Regions from separate parts of the Rattus norvegicus genome. Here region 1 is linked to region 2. The links are chromatin contacts, called in public Hi-C maps. All regions are on one chromosome and are shown on one strand. The core of a region is the stretch at or near the end of the contact, and the rest is flanking DNA. Distances in the headings are between cores, read along the strand shown. Region 1 has its middle 33 kb from the start of Fa2h. Region 2 holds the start of Mlkl (mixed lineage kinase domain like pseudokinase).

Evidence for each region. Hi-C and Micro-C count contacts between places; a contact is called where the count stands out from the background.
Region 1: a Hi-C map of Schwann cells shows a contact between it and region 2, with 5 times the contacts expected there. The contact joins the enhancer-like site here to the promoter of Mlkl in region 2. A contact is called at or near these places in 12 of 12 Hi-C or Micro-C datasets (the A7r5 cell line, the Rat2 cell line, Schwann cells and 7 more) and 1 of 1 datasets of contacts at active chromatin or transcription factors (oligodendrocytes).

Annotation. Positions count from the first base shown.
Region 1 is chr19:56,305,053-56,307,752 of GRCr8, reverse strand. No RefSeq gene overlaps it. Among named protein-coding and RNA genes, the nearest start is that of Fa2h, 33 kb to the right of the region's middle. Within about 2 kb of position 1,347, at least 2 of the 93 cell types and tissues checked have an H3K27ac peak or open chromatin away from gene starts, as enhancers often do. A contact at or near this core is called in Schwann cells, where this site is marked.
Region 2 is chr19:56,212,479-56,215,218 of GRCr8, reverse strand. It overlaps Mlkl (mixed lineage kinase domain like pseudokinase), which reads left to right and starts at 1,361. Exons shown (of 11, transcript NM_001401077.1): 1 at 1,361-1,735.

The DNA of each region.
Region 1 (2,700 bases), core at 98-2,597, 93 kb before region 2:
AGCCATCTCTCCAGCCCCAAGACATTTTTGACCAATGTTCAGCAGGGCATTTGCCCAGGGGTCTGTGAACTCATCCCGTGTTGTCTGGGGAGCAAGATTTGGCCTCAGAGGCACCATCCATGAGTGCTTCTTGACTGGCAAGCGGGGTAGCTTAGTGCGTGAATTGCTATTGGGATATTTGTTCTCTCCTTGAACAACATCACCTACAGCATGTGAGTAGCTGATAGCGAGGTCTCCTCTGGTTAGAGTGGAGAGGAGACTAAGCAAGGTGCTAGTGGCAGGGTAAGAAACTGGCTGCCACTAGGGGGAGCGAGGACATTGGAAAAAGAAGCGCCTCTTGTCTTGCATTCTGGTTTACAGCTCCGAGTCTTCCTGGTGGTGATAATAACCTCTTTACAGCAGTTCTTTAGGCTGAGAAGAAGTAAACTTCCAGTAGGTTAGGTAAAGTGGTGGGAAACAGGGTTTTTTTTTTCTGTTTTCTTTTTTTGTTTTTGCTTTTTTGTTTTGTTTTGTTTTGTTTGTTTGTTTTTGAGGTAAGAGCTGGTCTGAGCTATGAGTACTCTTTGAACTCCCACTCGAATGAGCATCACTGGTTTAAAGGTCCCAAAGCCAGGCTTTCCTAATGTAGAGAGAACGGTTGATGGATAGAACCCAAGGCTATCTGTAAACCTCCTGTGCTTAACGAATGGAGATCAGAAACAGAAGAAAATGTAAGCAGATATGTAGGTGCCCAGAGTAATAAGTCAATTTCTTTCTTATCAGGAAAATATCTCAACAACTAAAGTTCTTTTGGCTTCTCTAAAGCTCAGCACAATCATTATGTTGAAGAAATTTGACCCCTCCTCCCCAACTCTCATACAGTTTCAGAACACCTAGGACAATGGTGTTGCATTGTGATCTGGGGTAACATTTGTATGATACTCAGCAGTTTCCTATTTTAAAGCTTTTAAAAAAAAAAAGTTTTGGTATCTGGGTTCAGATTCCTACGTGGCTGCCCTCTGGGATTACATGCTGGGATTACAGGATAAGCTGCCATCCCTGGGTTAAAGGCTTGGTAGAGTTTGAGATCCTGGAAACAGATAGCAACATACGATTTTCAGTGTTTTGCCTACACGTATGTACCTGCACCACAGGCCTGGCACTTCTGGAGGACAGAGAGGGCGTTGGGTCTCTCGGAACTGGAGTTACAGGCAGTTGTGAGTCACCACGTGGGTGCTGGGAATGGAAGCCAGAAGCCAGGTAGGTGTCCACACACCCCCCCCCCCCCCCCCGCAAGAGTAACAGGGACTGGAAAGCCATGTCTCCTGGTCATGAACGTCTTTCAAGCTGAAGTTTGACAGCAGGTGGCAGCAGGGCGCCAACAAATCGGAGCGCTTCCCTCTGAAGGGAAAAGGTCAAAGTTCTCCAAACCCGCCTATACTTGCTTCTCCGATTATAAAATGAGAGGTCTGTCTTCCACTCGCTTTCCTCTTTACAGGGGACAACATACTCAGAACAGAGAAGGGTTTGTTTTGTCTCACAGTCCCTCGTGGTGGGGAGTCATGGTTCTAGAAGATTTAGGCTGCTGGTCTCACTGCAGTCAGGAGGCCAAGAGAGGCAATGCTCAGCTAACCAGCTTCCTTTTTCTTTTTTTCCCCTCCAGACCACAGATCAGGGCTTTTTGATGGGTTTTCATCCTATCCGGTAAAGCAGAGTGAGATGTTCTCTATTTGTTCACTGACTGAACAAATATGGGCGCCATGCTTCTCTCATTATTGTTTAAATTAAACCACTTAACATCTTTAGCTGCATTTTACATTTTATAAAAACGTTGGTGGGGAGAGATGCTACCATGGCACTCGAGTTGGGAGACAACCTTCGGGAGTTGGTTCTTGCCTTCCTCTGTGAGGGTCCTGGGGATCGACCCCTGAAGACAGGGACACAGTTTAGTTAACCAAAAACCACAATTTACATGTGGTTGTTTAGTAAGAAAACTGAGGGTGGCCAAATTGTATCTCGAGCTTAGCCACAGAGTAACTGGTTCAGGGGCTCAGAGACCATGATGACAGGAAGCGTTGGGAGCATCCTGAGAGGACTGGAAGATGAAAATAAGGTTAATGGTTCTGACGCATGCTCATCCTCTTGGCACTTGGGAGGCAGAGGCATGGGAATCACTGCGAGTTCAGGGCTACGGTGGTAAAGCTGGTGTCAAAAATGTAAACAAATAAGGAAAGCAAAGGAGGGTAGAATGTGAGTTCTTTTCATGTAATTTCACTATTGACCCTCGCACTGCCCCTGTCAGGGGCACAGCTCATTTCACATTTGGTGACAATAAGGCTCAGAGAAATGGTACCTAGAGTCAGAGGACACCAAAGAAGAGAGCAGGGCCAGCAAGGTGTGTTAGCGGTTTCCCTGGATTCAATCTTCAGGACCCACACAGTGGAGAGAGAGAACCAACCCGTCCAAGTTACCCTCTGAGTGCCACACATGGTCCTCCTTCCCCATGCACAAAATAAACAAATGTAACAAAAATCTCTCAAAACTGAGATTGGAAAAGTTTTTGCTGTAGTTTGGACTGATGTCTCTCACTCTGTCCCATCATGTGGATTTAACATCGAGGCTGAGTGGCCATTTCTGCACAGACTCACCTGAAATCACTCTTGTAACGGTGGCTCAGGAAAGCCAGGTGCGGTGGCCCACTGTGCAGGCAGAACAGGCAGA
Region 2 (2,740 bases), core at 112-2,611:
CGGTAAAACCCCAACTAAGACAACCATGTACATAAATCTCTAGACCTAAGACGACCGATGGTGGCAAACAGTTACAAAGTGGGCCTAGAGGCCTGAATCTATTATCCCAGCCATGTGGGAGGCTAAGAAAGTGGGGGGGGGGGTCACAAAAGTTCAAGACCTGCTCGGGTAACTTAAAGAGACCTTGTCACAAAACCAAGAGGGGGCTGGTATACAGCCTAGTGATAGGGAGCGTGCCTAACAAACACAGAACCCTGGATTCAATCCACAGCACCACAGGAAAGGAGTGTAGTGGTGCACTTCTGTTATCCCAGGATCCAGGAGGGGAGGCTGGAGGGCTGATGGTTCAAGAACATCCTTGGCTACACAGTGAGTGAATGTCTGTGGGGAGACAACAAATGAGAAAGGGCAAGGAAATGAGAAAACAGGTAAACTAAACCCCCCAGGCAGCCCCCAACTGTGTCGCCCCAAAGTAAAATGTCTCCCCATCCTTTCCAGCTATATAGCTCAAGAAAATCAACAGCATTTCTTTCCTTCTTTTTCTTATTTTATTTTATTTTTTATTTTTGAGATAGAGTTTCTCTGTGTAGCCCTGACTGTCCTGGCTTTGTAGACCAGGCTGGCCTCAAACTCACAGAGATCCCGAGTGCTGGGATTGTGCACCACCTCCTGGCTCGTGAACGGTATTTTTTTATACTGGCAAACTGGGCATATAACGGACTTTAATAATAAACTCACCTTGAAAAATAACAAAGTTTGGAGATGACTTAGAGGGAAAAAAAAGGAATTGAGCCCTACTTGGGTAACCTCACATTCCCTTGAACTTCCTCCACTAGGTTCTATCTCCTGCCCCAGGATTTTTCGACACAAAGAGGCCAAAGGAAGTGCCTTGGCACTTCTAGGAGTCACCCCCATTTTAATGCATTTACCGGTGTGGTGTGTGCGTGCGTTTGCATGCCAGGGCCTGTGCACATGTCGAGGTCAGAAGACAACTTGGAGAACTCAGTTCTCTACTTCCACCTCAGGAGAAGAAGGTGACTCAAGTCGGCAGGCTCACTGAGCTGTCTCAGCCTCGCTTTTTTATTTTTTTTATTTTGCTGAACTTCCAGGTTATCCCATACAGTGGTTATCAGGGCTTCCTGTAACCTTATTTGCTCAATCCCCAAATCCAAGACCCCAAGCAGAGGACCTGGGAGGACTCAGAGTAGCTATTTAATGGATTTGGAGAAGGACCAGAGACAACTGGAGACTTCAACTGGGAGCTGTCCAGAAAGCGGGTGTGAGAAGCTGGCACTCCTCCAGCAGGAGTAGAAACCCCCCCCCCGAGGGGGGGGAGGCGTGTCAAACTGGCAGCCACTTCCGGAAGAAGAAACAGCTGTTGGTTTTGAGGGCTCGGCTGGGGCATTGCTGTGTTAACCCAAATTTGACTTTACACGAGAACTGTGGCCGGTGTAGAATTCCTCCGGGATGCGGGAGCATTAAGGCTGCACCAAGGGAAGGGGCTCAGGAGACCGGGGACCTGTCCTGGTCTGGGGTGCATTGTCAGCGAGGAAGAAGATCACAGTGGCCAGTGGGAGACTGATCCTACTGGAACACTGGAACGGAGCGCAGGATAGACCAAGACCAGCGCCCCTCGGAAAAACCGGGCTGAGTCCTCAGACTCCAGGGAGCCATAGCGCAGCAGGAGGAAGCAGGAGAATCACGGAATCACAGATAGGACTTCCTGGAACTCGGGGTGAGTTGGTTTCGATTCCCTAACTCTATTGGGCTGTGCGGCTGCTGAGATCCCTGCTGACCTTTTGCCCAAGTAAGATGGTGATCGAGGACTGGGATTCGAGGAGAGGCAAAGAGTGGGACCCGTCCAGAGGTGCCCAAGTCTTAGAGTAGATGGGAAGTCAGTAAGACAATCAGTTTCCAGCACAGATGATTATGGGGATGGGAGGTGGGAGAGGGTGTGTTCGGGTAGGGGGGGGCAGGGATTCAGGACAGGGTTTCTCTGTGTGGCTCTGTCTACACTGGAATTTGGATCTTGTTCCGTAGACAAGACCCAACGTGAACTCAGAGATCCGCCTGCCTCTTGACTGCCAAGTGCTGGGACTAACACTAAGGGTGTGCCCCACCATCATCCAGCATGATTCCAGTTCTTAATATGAATTCCCTTTTCCTTTTCTAGGGCCCATTTCATGAGTAGTCTAATGTAATTTTTTTAAAGGGCCTCTGACTTTTTTTTTTAGACTATTCATTTGTTTATGGAAATAGGCTCTCACTGTGTAGCTCTGACTGGCCTGGAACTCACTGTATGGTCCAAGCTGGACTTGAATTCGCAGAGATGCTTGTCTCTGCTTTCCAAGTGCTGGGTTTAAAGTTGTGCCACTACGCCCAGATATTTCTGACATTTTTTTATAATTGGAGGGGAACGGGGCAAGAGTAAATTAATATATTTAGTACTACTTCCAGATTTTTCTCCTTTGCTCTCAGACATCCAAGCCTTGACGGCTTGGGCTCAACATCTGGGAATCGCTGGGGCCCGAGATCCATTGATTTTGTTTAAGAGCACCATGACAGGCTAGAAAGACGGCTCAGCCTTTAAAGAGTATCCTGATACTAATGCCTTGCCTGGGAATCCCATGGACAAAGAAAACTAATCACTCACATGCTTGGTTTCACTTTTTTTTTTTTTTTTTTAAGATTTGTTTAATTTGTTTTATGTATATGAGTACACTGTTGCTATCCTCGGACT